Regions from separate parts of the Zea mays genome. Here all the other regions are linked to region 1. The links are chromatin contacts, called in public Hi-C maps. All regions are on one chromosome and are shown on one strand. The core of a region is the stretch at or near the end of the contact, and the rest is flanking DNA. Distances in the headings are between cores, read along the strand shown. Region 1 holds the start of LOC542386 (adenine nucleotide translocator). Region 2 holds the start of LOC100286120 (60S ribosomal protein L31). Region 3 holds the start of LOC100279601.

Region 1 (5,081 bases), core at 1,479-3,978:
ATCTTATGCTATTGCTTTAACTTAATCAATGAACATGATGTGATCTTTTATGATACGATGATGTTATCCTGATGGGGTTCTTATGATTCTTTAGGGGGCTCAGGCTGTTTCCTAAGTACATCTCCGTAAGGCCCTGTTGGGGAGTGACAATCCGGGATAACAGTGCAACCATGAGGGTGGAATGGGACGCCCTTAGCTGATTAATTAGAGGAACCAGAGGAGTAGTTGGCTTCACCGTAGGGCCGTCAATGGGGTCCGTGCACAGTACTTGCCCTGCCGAGGTTGGTTGTAGAGGTTCTTTGATTTGGTTTTGTTAGTCACCCTTCCTTTGGGGAGATGTACTGTGTTTATCAAACTAGAGAAACCTAACGGGTGGCTATGACCTCTGGGAAATCTTTGTAAAGGCTACGTAGTGAGACCCTGCTAGGTCACCTTGGTAGTGATCAATGGGGAGGCTAAAACCCCGGGCAGAATGGGAATCACGGCTTGTGGGTAAAGTGTGCAACCTCTGCAGAGTGTTAGAAACTGGTATATCAGCCGTGCTCACAGTTATGAGTAGCCTTGGGATTCTCTTCGATTAGAAGAACTTTTGTTACTTATATGATGATGATTAGCAATGATGGTTATAAATATGATCTCTAGTATTTCCTCTTGGAGGGAGTGCCTTTGGGTAATAACTGGGTTATTACTAAAACTTGGCTCTACTTATAGTAATAAAACTTGACCAACTAAAAGCGACGGCTTAACCTTAACTCCACATACAACTAGTCCACTTTAGCCAAACGAGACATTTGCTGAGTACGTTGATGTGTACTCACCTTTGCTTTACAAAACACCCCACCCCATGTTGTCCCCACTGTTCTCAGTGCTCAGGAGGTGAAGCTGATAACATGGAGGACTTTGAGGAGTTCTAGGACTACGACGAATTCTAGTTTACTTTAGTGGTAAACCCCCAGTCAGCTGCCTGTGTAGGCTTATCTTCTACGTTTCGTTACTCTGCACTTTGATTTAATGTTGAACACTAAGTTTATGTAATAGACTCTGTGGTGTATCAGACATCTTGATGTAACCAAGTACCTTTCTGCTATTTAATTCAAGTATTGTGTGATGATGTCCAATTATGTAATCACTGTGTATGTGAGTTCTGATCCTGGCACGTACATGGTTCGTATTCGGTTTACCTTCCAAAACCGGGTGTGACAATAACATTTTATTGCCAGAATGTATAACTAAAGGACATTTTCTCTAATTATCAATACAGAGTGCATGCTATAAAGGTGTGGAAGTTTGGGTTACCCGAAAAATTGGTTCTGGTAATTAAAATTTCGGGTTCTAAGAATCGTTACCCAAAATTTCAGTGGTTTTATATTACCTACAAATTCGGGTATCCGAAAAATCGGGTTCGAATTCAGGTATTCCCGAATTACCCAAACTAAGATGTGCTTGTTGGGCTTGTACTATCCAACTACCCAACTTATAAAGGGTATGTTCGTTTCAACTTTTCTCTAATGAGTTTTTTTGAGAATTCGGCTGTGGGGAGAATCTAGTCGTAGAGAGAATTTAGATGTGAAGAGGAAGATAAAGAGGTGCATATGGTTTATGATTTAGAAAGTGACGAGTTCTTATTAACCTGATGACTCGGTCGATTGTATGTTCATGTTGACTTTAGACGGTTTTTACTAAATTAATTTTCACAAAAGTGAGCTAAAAAGATGGACGTTTGATAATCTTCAGCAACTTCTGGTTGCGAGAAGTTAAAAAAAACTGAAACAAACCGAACAAAAAATGTTACATGCTTTTCCTCACAAAAACTACACATTGACTCGACATCTTAGTGTAGACTGTAGTACAATGCCTTCCCGTTGACCTCAAGAAAATGCAATTCATGGAGCACTCCAATTCGATGTTTTCCTACTTCGCAGGCACTCACTTTCACTTCCCATCAGCTAACCCTCTCCACAATTCCAATTTCCAAATGTTGCGTTTTTCTTTTTACAACATCCATCCGACTCGGAAGAAACTAAAATTCTCAGCGCCCTTCCCTTGCGTTGTGAGATCAAGAATGGACAGTCCAAAATCAGAAGAATTTAGCAATAAACAACAGTGTAATTGAGCAGATCCAGTCCCTACCAGTGTGAAGATGTCCCTCAAAAAAATCAGAAAGAGACGAAAAATGCTGATACATACAGCCTAGTAGTTGCTCACTGCTGAGCGCTGACCATGCATCCATCACTTCGTGAAAGACCACAACCAACTTGCACGTTTCGCACACCCCTACCCGGCAAGCTCATGTTCCGTGCTGCCCCTTCACACCTCGCCTTCCCCCAACCTTCCGGTAGCGCTGGACCTGGACCCGATCTGACCAACCCACCCCACATGGAGGTGCACATCCACCGTCCGTTCCAGCCTAAACAAACCCTAAAGTCCCGGATCCGCCGTGCCACACTCTATACGCGCTGCTGTATTCCCCACCAACCACGTCCGATCCCTCCGCTAGCCGAACCCGCCGTTCGGTGTTCGACAATCCGCACCGGATCAGCCTACCCGGCGAATCGAAACAACCAGCATCAGCATGGAACCACCGCCATGTGGGCCACCGCGCGGGGGAGACGCGGATCCACCGGCCCCGCCCGATCGGATGGCCAGCACGCGCGCGATTATAGGCGTTGTGGTTACGCGCGGCGGCGGCGCAGCGGAGATAAAAAGGCATCCCCCAGGAAAGCATCGCCCCCCTCTCACTCGCCTCGACGCGCCTCTGAAAGTTCGGAGCCGCCGGCCCGTCCGCCTCCCTCTCCGCCTCCCGTCCCCAAGGGTGAGTCTTGCGTCCCACCAGGCTTCTCTCCCGTCCTCTGTCCCCGATTTAAGGCCCATGCTCTCGTTCCTATTTGTGGCGATTGGTCCGGCATGCGTGCTGTTTGTGGTAGATAGATCTGCTCTGCACGTCTGCGTTCGTCACGTATAGGTTGGATTGTTCGTGTGGTAGCCTCGGCCGTTGGTGCTCATTCAGATCGGTGCTTCCTGCGTCGGGTAAGGGCTATTGAGATTCTTCTAGTGGATCGTTCGTCTATACTTGAGATCTACTCCGTTTCTCCGTAGGTGTGTGTGCATCGCAGTGGATTTTATGTTCCGTTTGGCTTGCCTTGTAGATCTTCGTGTAATCTTTGTAGATCGCGAGGTTATGGTTATTGGTTAGTCAGTCGGGTAAGTGAGTTTTGACCGCTGTTTCGTGATAGTGACGGTGCCGCTTTAGATCTGTTTGTGTTCTTGGCCGTGGATGGCGATCTGACGGCAGACGCCCGTCCCAAAAATATTGGTTCAAGTGTTTGAACTGTTTAGACTATATGCACATATATCATGTGAAGGTCTTGATTACCATGCTCCCTGCACAAGATCTGCTTCATTCTGTTCGTGCACACCTATACCCTTGGCATGCTATCATCTTAATGGTTTTGGTGTAATTGAATTTTGGGGATCATGATGATTTTCATATGTTATAAAATCTGTGAACGTTAAAATTAATGAACTGTTTGAACATGCTAAAATGTACGGTATTTAAAACTAATTGATTCGTTTTTATGCATCTGTTCTATTCTTATGATTGCTATCAAAACTAGAGTTATGGAACATGAAAACTGTAAATATCAATGTCTGTATAATTGCACTTTTATCTGTCATTGACTTAATGTTTATACACAGGCTCTCTACTTCAATTAACTGTGTTGAGCTTTGGCTTTTACTCTGTTGAAACACAGAAAATAATGTTTGTTTCTGTAGCTTTGTTACTATATAATATGCATCTTTTTTACACAGTTAGACGTGGAGATCTGTTATTCTTTATGCACTATCCTAAGTTGTGTCTTGATATTATGTTGCAGCCAATAGTTTTCAAGTGGCAATGGCGGACCAGGCTAACCAACCCACTGTCCTTCATAAGCTCGGTGGCCAGTTCCACCTGCGCTCGATCATCTCTGAAGGTGTACGGGCCCGTAACATATGCCCATCTGTCTCATCTTATGAAAGGAGATTTGCCACAAGGAACTACATGACCCAGAGCCTTTGGGGCCCTTCAATGTCTGTTAGCGGTGGCATCAATGTCCCAGTGATGCAGACCCCGCTCTGTGCTAATGCTCCTGCTGAGAAAGGAGGCAAGAACTTCATGATTGATTTCATGATGGGCGGTGTTTCAGCTGCTGTTTCAAAGACTGCTGCTGCTCCCATCGAGCGTGTGAAGCTGCTTATTCAGAACCAAGATGAGATGATTAAGTCTGGTAGGCTATCAGAGCCGTACAAGGGTATTGTTGACTGCTTCAAACGTACCATTAAGGATGAAGGTTTCTCTTCCTTGTGGAGGGGTAACACTGCTAATGTTATTCGTTACTTCCCTACTCAGGTAGCCCACACCTTCCATCATATTTTTTACTCGGTAACATCTGTAAATATGTTGAAACACCGTGATCTTTCTTACCTAAGTGGTTGAATGTTCCTGGTGGCTTTGCAAGGTATACAAGTTACCGACTACACTTTAACTTGTACATTATTAATTTGTCTTCAAATCTTTGTCCCAGGCTTTGAACTTTGCATTTAAGGACTACTTCAAGAGGTTGTTCAACTTCAAGAAGGATAGGGATGGCTATTGGAAGTGGTTTGCTGGCAACCTGGCCTCTGGTGGTGCTGCTGGTGCTTCCTCTTTGTTTTTTGTGTACTCCCTGGACTACGCGAGAACAAGGTTGGCTAATGACGCGAAGGCTGCCAAGGGAGGAGGTGAAAGGCAGTTCAATGGGCTTGTCGATGTCTACCGCAAGACACTCAAGTCTGATGGTATTGCTGGGCTTTACCGTGGATTTAACATCTCCTGTGTTGGAATCATTGTTTATCGTGGTCTGTACTTTGGGCTCTATGATTCCATCAAGCCAGTTGTCCTTACTGGCAACCTCCAGGTTTGTCTAATTTCTGTCTCTTTCTATATATTGCTTGTGGGTTTGTAGTGTGAGCTATAATATGTTTCTCTCTCTTGCAGGACAATTTCTTTGCCAGTTTCGCTCTGGGTTGGCTGATCACTAATGGTGCTGGTCTTGCATCTT
Region 2 (5,081 bases), core at 1,226-3,725, 240 kb before region 1:
AGAGACAAATTGAGTTAGGTTTCTATAAAATTTCTTGAGAAAAATAAACTCTAATTATAAGCCCAACTTTACAGAATTGTCTTTCTTGATTTTTTTAAGAAAAGGGCATTGTTTAGTTTAATTTTTAAGAAAATATTTTAAGAAAAGGGTATTGTTTTTATGGATAGGTAACGCTTCAGGCCTTTTTCTGCAACCACTAAACTCAAGCTTAGAGCAACCACCGATTTCTCCGCTTTTCTCTTCTTCGCGTCACTGACAATCGGGTGGTCGGGCCTGCCGAGGCATTTGTCACCAAAAGTTAGGGCTTAATCGGTAACGTTTAGTGCCGTTTCGACATAGACGGCCAAAACATCAACACATAGGTTGCTAAAATACTCAGACAACACTATCGGACACATCATATTTACTAAGATACAAGCACAGATGTACGATTGGCACGACATAATAACAACGTTGTCAGAAAATGCGTAGGACCATGAAATACCATGTGGATATTTGGATTACTAGAAAGGAGACAAGTCTCGAAGCTTCTATTACATGAGTCATTGGCAGTAGATAACAATAAGCTCAAGCAACATTCTCAAATTTATCTCATGGTATACAGGGCTTAATCCTCATCCTCAACAACCTTAGTTCCCAAACCTTTGAGACCCTCCGGTGGGATCTCAGCAACTGTGACCAGAGAGTAGAGTTCCTCCTTGGCGTCTTCCTCATCGTTCCGGTTGCGGGCAATTCTGACACGGACACGCCTCGGCACACTGCGGATACCACTGCTCCAGATGTGCTTGTTGAGCTTCACGTCAATCCGGACATCAGTAGTACCCATGGCCTTCTGAGCGAACTTCCTGATCTCCTTGATGGCATTTGGTGCCTTCTTCTTAAAGGTGCTGTGTACAGTTACAGATTGATTAGTGATCACTAAATGGCAGCTCAACTACAGCCTGATTTGGAATACAGCAACAGAATAAAATTGTGTTCAAAAGAAATCCAACAAACGTCAAATGGAACATCAAGATGTTGTAGCACCCAAATGGAACACATGACAGCATGTTAAGGCAACATGTGTAACGATGAATGACATCTTTCTACCGGACATGTAACTGTATCGACCACAGCATTGCATTCGGCAGATACCTGACTATGTCCGGACAATACATCATAACCATATTATTGGGTCACATGGAACTTGTAACCTATTGTGGTTTGTGAACAACTTTATACAAGAGCAATACAGGCCACTGATAAATGGCCACAGCAGTGAAATGGAACAAATGACAAAGTGAAGGCAACATGAGTGACATCTGTGTACCAGTCATGTAACTGTATCAACCACAAGATTGTGTAAGACAGGTACCTACTAATGACCGGACAATACAAAACATACTACTGTATTATAGATACAACTTCAACTGAATACTACAACCCAGTCAAACGGCAAAAGGAATACAATACTTATCACTGGAGAACAATATACTGCCCAAATGGAACACATAGTAGCATTACGAGAAGCAATACGTGTAACGATGAGCAGATTACATATCCCGGGCATGTAACTGTGTTAAGCTAATTAAATAAGGCAGACACCTGACTATACCCGAGTAGCACCTAATCGAACAGCGCCCACAAAAGCAAAATGTCACATGCCAATACTCACAAAGCCAAACAAGAAGACAAACGCGTGCAAGGTTATTAAAACGATAAAACGTTGGAACGCTCATGGGTGAAATTGACTTCTAAACGTTTAAACTTTGTTTAAACGTAGTTTTAAACAACATAGGAAAAATACCAATATATCATAAAATCAGACAATAATATGAAGTTAAATACCAAAACCGAGAGGTTAGTGGCTTACCAAAACTTCACCCATGAGCTGGATTGAACCCCAAAAGTAACTAATAGACTGTGCCCAAAAATAGCTAATGGTCTAAAATACATAAAACATTGTGTTTTACAGTTTAGAACGCCAAAACGCTAAAACGTGATTTCAACCTCTAATTAGAGTTTTGACGTTTAAACGTAGTTTTAATAACACTGAACGCGTGATAAATGTTGGATCAGATACAAGAGCAAGATCAACTAGAAGCTATTCCCGCTCGGTCAGGTGATCCCCGACTGTAATCTAGCTGGTAAAGAATACTGGATCCAATCAGGTATATCAACCAATCGCAAGCCCACAGAGTGCTCACAGGCCGCAACCCTCCGCACCAGCATCGCACATGCAAGCCCAACGCAGATATAGAACAACGATATGCTCTCCAACAAGCGGATCTACTCTGCTGCCACGCGAAGCTTGGGAATGGAAGGAGGTTGGGGCGGTTTGGGGCAATACCATCCGTGGAGGCGTTTGTGGAGGTTGATAGTGTACTCGCGTGTCACCACCTCATCCTTGCGAGTGCCGGCGCCTCGCTTCTTCTCCGCCATCTCCGCTCCGCCGCCGGCTCCGCGTCCGCCCTTGTTTGCTCGGGCTCGAGGGAGGCCGCCAGAATCTCCCTTTTATAGCGGCGCGAGCTAGGGCTACCTAATGTTTCGGGCCTCCCTGTGCACATACATGCCCAACCCATCTATGCTTAATTAGGCCCATCTTGGTAGACCCTCGACTTTTATTTTTGTTTATTTTTTAATCAATGTGTTCGAGTAATTTGGTGTTGATTTAAAACTAAATTTCCACAAGAAATCACTGTAAACCATACGTACTGAACTTAAATTTTTGCATCCAAACAAATGTTTATATATTGTTTGATTGACAATATATCCACATCCAAACAAGCTACAAGAGTTTGGTGGGTTAAGCCTCCTTTGGTATACAGGAATTTCAGGTGCATCGTACAAAAACTTCACTGCAATTAGTTTATTTTCACGGGGAAAACACAGGGAATGGGAAACATTCCCACATTTCAAAGGAAAACATAGGGAATGGGAAACATTCCCACTTGGTTCTATGAGTATATAAAGTGGTCTAGTGTGGAACGCTACCACCTGCTCGTGTGCCACCATCGGCATCGATCACATTGGTCCCGTAATTTTTGGTACAACCCCATGACTAGATCACCTATCGGTAGCGACCCTAATTAGTCGGTACATACTGTCTAGTGACAAGTGACACTTTCTGATTGGTTCATATCATTTTGGGTTTAAAAATTTAAAACAAAAAAAACCTAGAACTCTGTCTATAAATAGAGGACAAGTGTTTGAACTCATTCACATAACTCAACTCGAATTTCTCTAGCACCTCCTCTTACTTATCCCACCCTCATTTCATTCGAACAAGAGCGTTTTTAGATGTGCGGTTTTTAGATGTCTTCGTCAAGTTTAGATACCGACATGACAAAAGACAAGGCGATTGAGTTGTTGCAGGAAACTATAATGCAACAAACATCGAAGATTGCTGCTGAGTTTTCCACAACGAGTAGACAGAGGAGGCAACGTCAGAGCTACATCGACCATGATCGTGTGTCCACATACGACTTGTCGATGCAAAAATTGCTTTAATGACCAATGTGTCAATTCCTCGAAGGTACCACATGCGAAGGAGCCTCTTCCTTCAGATTTTAGAGGGGTTGGGTGAGCACTCCCCATACTTCACTCTTTGAACTGGTGCACTCAACCACAATGGTTTCTCCCTACCAAAAGTGCACAATTGTCTTATACACGCTTGCATGTGGTAACATTGCTGACCCTGTTCATGTGTTCATCAAAATGGAGAAAAGGTTTTCCTTACGATACCTCTAAATGTTCTGTAGAAGTGTTATTTCATGTCTTGATGAGGCATATTGTTGTCGTCCCACTATTGACGATCTCATGTGACTATCAGCTAAGGGAGAGGAAATGTGATTTCCTAGTATGATATATAATATAGATTACATACATTAGAAGTGGGAGAACCATCCCATTAGATGGAGAGGACAGTTCATACAAGGGGACATTGGATCTTCTATCATAATCCTAGAGGTAGAGATGGCAATGGGTAAAAACTCGCTGGGTATTACTTGCCCAAACCCATACCCGCAAAGAAAAAATACGCCCGCTAAAAAACCCATACCCATGACGGGTATAAAACTTTGCCCCAACCCATACCCATGCGGGTTTCGGGTACCCAACGGGTTTCCCATACCCACTGACATCAACATAAAAAATAATTCATCATGTAAATAACAATCAATACATTAATAAGCTAGCATAAAAGGAACAAGTGATAACTAATTTTAGCCTAAAATTTGTTACATGAAGTTTATTTCAATTAAAACATATTCAATTAATAATATTATGAGACATATTTATAAGGAATGTTGATTTTAAGACGGGTTTTAAAAACCCATGGGTTTGTGGGTATGGGTAGTGGAAGAACAAACCCATGCCCACGTACCCGTTGGGTGTAATACTCAAAATTGTGTACAAGAAATATATAGTGTTTTCCTTATTTGATGTGCCTCATTTGCATCATAAAAAGAGCATACACAAAATTTAGAGTTTAATTCAAACAAATGATAAAAAAAGAATGCATCATGTTGGAGTTTATATGTCTGTGCATTAAATAAAATAATAATGTTAATGGTAATAAGATAGTAATTACTAGAAGTTGAATTAAGCCCTAAATTAAACCTAGAGTTTTTGAAAATGGGAAGAAAAGAGAAGAAAAGGAGAGTATATAATACAAAGAGAAACTATATTTTCAGAGTTGATGCTACTTAATTTTACAATATGATTAAGAATAAATTTATCACAGGTTCGAATTCAAATTCGAATTCAAATTGAACTTGGAAATATAGAAAAGAGAATAGAGGATAAAAAAAAGAAAAGAAAAGAATAAAATGAACCAATCCAACATGGGCCGGCTGCCACACTTCTCGGCCCAATCCGAGTTCTCCCCGTGCGGCCCAGGATTCTTAACACCGCGCGCGCCGCGGGCGCTGGCACCGGGTGGGGTCCGCAGGTCAGCCTCCATGCTCTCCTTGCGCGCCTCTCGTTCGCTGCGGGTGGGTCCCAGGGGGCAGACTCGTTCTACGCTGGCTCTCTCTCTCTCTCTCTCCGCTTATATGTGCCACTGGAAGTTGGGCCGGGTTGTCAGTCGTCTCCCCGCAACG
Region 3 (5,081 bases), core at 1,649-4,148, 140 kb before region 1:
GTTCTGAAGGGCCATGTCCCTGTACTTGCATTTTTCCTCAAAAAGGAACTCTTCAAATATCATAATTAACGGGCAGATGTTTTGAATATATAAATTGATTTTGCATGTACTAAGAAATGGAATAACGGTACCAATTCACTGTGCAAATGGGAGCGCGCTTTTGAAGGGCCACACAGTGCAGTTTAAACCTACTATTGAATTCGAGCAATGATGGCAAGCAGCTTGAAATTGCAAGCTGCTATATGAAGGTTCCAGTTTCAAATTACAAAGATGTACTAGGAACAAGACTTGCATTGTTAGATTGAAAATACCTCCTATGATAAGCCAATTATGTTCCACTCAAGAATGAAGATAAACAGTACATGCTTTGAAGCATGTAATCAAACAAAGAGGCATTTAAATGACCCCAAAAACTGTACTATGCACCTTGTAAAAACAGCTGCTTCCAAATGGACAAGTGCCCTTTCCGAAGTCAAAGTGCTTACAATCAATAGACCTGCATAACATATACAACTAGTGAATTAACTTCTGCTTTGGCAGAAAATACAACAGAAGTTTTATCTATGCCTCAACAATAAGCAAATTAAACACTACAGATGAGTTGCTGTTATTAGTCTGGGCAGCCTGAAAATCGCATAAACGATGTGCTTAAGGATAAAACAAATTTGCAAATCAAGTACTTACCTGAGCTTGGCCTTGTAACCTTCAACAATTTCTTGCTTTTCTTCCTTTGAGGAGTACCAAGTAATGCTAGGAACTACATAGTATGACAATTTGCGGCAAATTGGACAAGCCCTGAGTGTAGAGTTGACATCCATGCCAGACGTAGGAGAGGTGCTACGCCAATTCCTAATGCATGAGATACAGAAGGAATGGTCGCAGTCAGATAGCAGCCCAAACCTCCTTTCTGCTGCCGTAGGTTTTGAAAGCACACGGTCCAAGCACACACCACATTCTATGTCTTCACTTCTTCTCATGGCCTCAAGAACTCTATTGTTTTTCTTGCATAGCTTGACATGTACCCCCCTTTCATCAGATTGATAAGGATTCATGCACTGTCTTTCACAGAATGCACACAGATCTCCATGCATCTGAGAACAGCCTTTCCCATAAGGACAAGTGCCATCAGCAGTAGAAGAGCAAATTGGCAGATGAACAGGATATTGTGATGTTTGATTTTGCACAGCTTGGTGCAACGGCCAGCTTGTAGTATCATCTGGAGTGTCATGGTCATGATAATCAACAACCCATGCAGGTTGATGTGCAGAAAGTGCTGCTGTTGACTTGCAAATCTGCTGTGTTTGGTCACATAAATCCGTTTGGCATTCGCTGCAATGGGGATCTCTGGAAGAAGCAACTAGCTGAGAAGAATTGGAGGATGCACGCGCTACAGTGGTTGCTGGTTGGGGGCAGTTACAATGAACTTCAACATGTTCATTTCTGCAACGGCTACCAAAGGTGCACGTCCCTTTCTGGTAGAAAGTGCAAACCTGTAGGTGAGAGCATTACTCTAAGAAATACAGGAATACTGGATAATGCAAATTTAAATTGGATAGTGCAAGGAAACTGGTCTGGAGTTAGAAGTACATAGGTTACATTATCTGGTTGATCATTGCAGTCATGGGAGAATTCACAGTAATCTCCTTTGAAGCAAGCTCCATGCAAGAAGAATTTGCAAGGGACCCTGACGAATAAAAGAAAGAAGCAACATAAGAGAACACTCTAAATTGTTATAAGTTCTACATGGACAACACCATTAACATTTCATTTGCTATGCCAACGGATACGAGCCTCGACAAGGGACAGCTATAGTCAGTACAAACATACAATGAGCCCAGGATTAGTTACCCCAGCTTTTGGGGGGCTTGAATTAAACATTCCATCCCCAGAAATGTGTTTCTGATTCACAGAACTGACAACATGACAAACATAGTTCCATTCCCTTCCTACTTTCCTAGCACTTAATTTCACTTCAAAGTGTTCTACTCGCCATCTCACCACCATATAAACCATAAATTGAGATGTCAGTGGCAAACATTTCCACTCATCCTATTGTATTATTAAAGGCGTACCAATACAGTCTATTATTCAGAGTTTACCCAGCAGCCCTGCCTTCTGTACTGTTATTCTAAAAATTTACATCTCAACCTACACTTCCGAATAAGCTTGGGGCCTTTTGGGTAAAAATAATGGACCACTGCCCCCTCACAGGCCCACACACAGGATATATATTGCATCCAGCAATTGTCGAGGACATTTCTGTCCCACTCCCATTAGTCCCGTGATTCACAATGTATCGAAATGGTTTGAATCCGGGATGTAGTTCATAATGACCTCCAACTGACCACCACACGGGATCTAATTCTTGCACAAGGGCAACCAAAAGAATTCGAAAGACAAATAAAGGTCAATTTAGTCGTCTTGACGGTCCCATACATCCTAAATCCGAAATTGTAGCCTTACTAAAGCCGATGATATCTTATTTACCAAAAAAAACATCAATCAACAAGCAGTATGTCGCCCAAATCTAGACCTCCTCACTAACACTCAGCTTCATTGCAGGATGACCGCACTGCGATGCAGCGATGCTAAACAATTGCTAAATTACAAGCTAAATCCAAACCGAAATGGTCACAGGCTCACAGCAACACGAACACGATCCACCGCTAAGCTTAAAATCATCCCATCCGGTTCGAAATCGCTAGAGTTGCAGTTCAATCGAGCATGCTGGGGCAACCGAAGTATTACCTCCTCGACATGCTCGACGAGGCGGATCGAGCTGCACCGTCGACGACTTCGGGGACACCAAGGCGACGCGAGGCACCCTTTCTTCGCCGCCGTGGTGACGCCCGCCGAACGCCTAGGGTTTGGTCGGTCGGTGCAGCGCGTAGCTTCGTCCGGTCCCTTTCGTCCTCCTCGCGCTTCCGCAGGTCAGCTTTGTGGTGGGCACCGAAGCGGGGAATCGGTTTTCCTAAAAACGGGAGGGATGCGGAATGACTGTTCGGCCCCCAGCGACGTGGCATAGCGAGCGGTGGGATTTCGGGCAGAAGCGTGAATTGGGCGCGGCGAAGGGAGGCCTGGAAGGCTGGAACCATGTTCCCGCCGGATTGTGTGGGCAACCGCCTTTGCTTTTGCTTCAGCCCGTCTTGTTGCGGACGTAAATGGTGAACAGGAGTTCGCTGGCGGAGCACGTGGACAAGTATGTCCAGATAACATTGGCTGAGCGCTTCTTTGCCAAACTTACGCATCAAAATAAAATCTGGTAGCCCAATTTAGCATAGAGCAATGCAAGAAATGTGAGTCTGGTGTTTTGGTTTGCTTGTATTGTCTATGCATGTGTTGTATGAATTTTATTTGGTTAATTATATAATTTGGTAGAATCATCTCATCTTTGTTGGTGTCATTTGTAGTGCACTCGTGGTCACCTCTTACCAACTATCCATACTAGATCCTGTGGAGAGAAAAGGAGGGATTGGTGACGACAGTGGCAGAAGCGTGATGGTAGAGGTTGTATGTGACGGTGGCGGCACGAGTGAGGGGAGGCTCAGGTGGACGGGGTCACGAATGAGGGGAAGAGAAGGATGATGGATGTGAGATGAGAAATGATCCAAATAATATAGTCGATTGAATTTGAGTGATTAAGAAAATAGGTTATCTAGCTATCTAAACAGTTGGTTTTTGAGTTTGTGTGCAGTTTGTTTGGTGTATTTAGTGGAGGTTATGTGAGTTGGAGTGATTTGGTTAGGTGGGTTTTTGCAAAGCTTAAAGTAGTGAATTATATAGTGGTATATAATTATATATTAATATTTCAAGCCTGGTTTGGTTGATATCTAAAATTTAGTTACCAAAACGGCAAAACTGACAAACCTAGTTTTTAGCGGTCACGTAGTTAGCTAACAAAATTTAAATTTGCTAATACCTTATAATTAGTGTCGAGGACCATAATTAGGGATACCCTCAAGACTCCTAATCTCAGCTGGTAACCCCATCAGCACAAAGCTGCAAAGGCCTTATGAGTGCGATTAAGTCAAGGATCGGTCCACTCAAGGGACACGATCTCGCCTCGCCCGAGCCCAGCCTCGGGCAAGGGCAGCCGACCCCGGAGGATTTACGTCTCGCCCGAGGACCCCCTCCAGCAACGGACATACCTTCGACTTGCCCGAGGCCCAGACTTCACCAAGAAGCAACCTTGGCCAAGCCGCCACGCCGACCGACCGTATCGCAGGAGCATTTAATGCAAAGGTGGCCTAACACCTTATCCTGACGCGCGCCCTTCAGTCGACAGAGCCGAAGTGACCGCAGTCACTTCGCCGCTCCACTGACCGGCCTGACAAGAGGACAGTGTCGCCTGCGTCGCTCCGACTGCTGTGCCACTCGGCAGAGTGAGGCTGACAGCAGCCAAGTCCGGCCTCAGGCGCCATAGGAAACTCCGCTTCGCCCGACCCCAGGGCTCGGACTCGGGCTCAGCCCCGGAAGACGACGAACTCCGCCTCGCCCGACCCCAGGGCTCGGACTCGGGCTCAGCCCCGGAAGACGACGAACTCCGCCTCGCCCGACCCCAGGGCTCGGACTCGGGCTCGACCCTGGAAGACGACGAACTCCGCTTCGCCCGACCCCAGGGCTCGGACTCGGGCTCGGCCCCGGAAGACGACGAACTCCGCCTCGCCCGACCCCAGGGCTCGGACTCGGGCTCGACCCCGGAAGACGACGAACTCCGCTTCGCCTGACCCCAGGGCTCGGACTCGGGCTCAGCCCCGGAAGACGACGAACTCCGCTTCGCCCGACCCCAGGGCTCGGACTCGGGCTCGGCCCCAGAAGACGACGAACTCCGCTTCGCCCGACCCCAGGGCTCGGACTCGGGCTCAGCCCCAGAAGACGACGAACTCCGCTTCGCCCGACCAGGGCTCGGACTCGGGCTCAGCCCCGGAAGACGACGAACTCCGCCTCGCCCGACCCCAGGGGTCGGACTCGGGCTCGGCCCCGGAAGACGACGAACTCCGCCTCGCCCGACCCCAGGGCTCGGACTCAGCCCTGGCCTCAGCCGCCGGTCTCCGCCTCGCCCGACCCAGGGGCTCGGACTC

What was found. A called contact is a pair of places that touch in the nucleus more often than the background predicts.
Region 2: a Hi-C map of tassel shows a contact between it and region 1, with 2.1 times the contacts expected there. The contact joins the promoter of LOC100286120 here to the promoter of LOC542386 in region 1. A contact is called at or near these places in 3 of 25 Hi-C or Micro-C datasets (ear, leaf and tassel).
Region 3: a contact with region 1 is called in a Hi-C map of endosperm, with 5 times the contacts expected there. The contact joins the promoter of LOC100279601 here to the promoter of LOC542386 in region 1. A contact is called at or near these places in 14 of 25 Hi-C or Micro-C datasets (bundle sheath, ear, endosperm and 4 more) and 2 of 3 datasets of contacts at active chromatin or transcription factors (leaf and seedling).

What each region holds. Positions count from the first base shown.
Region 1 is chr5:211,583,222-211,588,302 of Zm-B73-REFERENCE-NAM-5.0, forward strand. LOC542386 (adenine nucleotide translocator) reads left to right here and starts at 2,729. Exons shown (of 4, transcript NM_001111961.2): 1 at 2,729-2,812; 2 at 3,876-4,390; 3 at 4,566-4,937; 4 at 5,018-5,081. The coding sequence starts at 3,896.
Region 2 is chr5:211,343,448-211,348,528 of Zm-B73-REFERENCE-NAM-5.0, forward strand. LOC100286120 (60S ribosomal protein L31) reads right to left here and starts at 2,476. Exons shown (of 2, transcript NM_001159008.2): 1 at 2,330-2,476; 2 at 454-887. The coding sequence starts at 2,421. The coding sequence ends at 608.
Region 3 is chr5:211,444,385-211,449,465 of Zm-B73-REFERENCE-NAM-5.0, forward strand. LOC100279601 reads right to left here and starts at 2,899. Exons shown (of 6, transcript NM_001152598.1): 1 at 2,749-2,899; 2 at 1,597-1,684; 3 at 685-1,490; 4 at 427-496. The coding sequence starts at 2,759.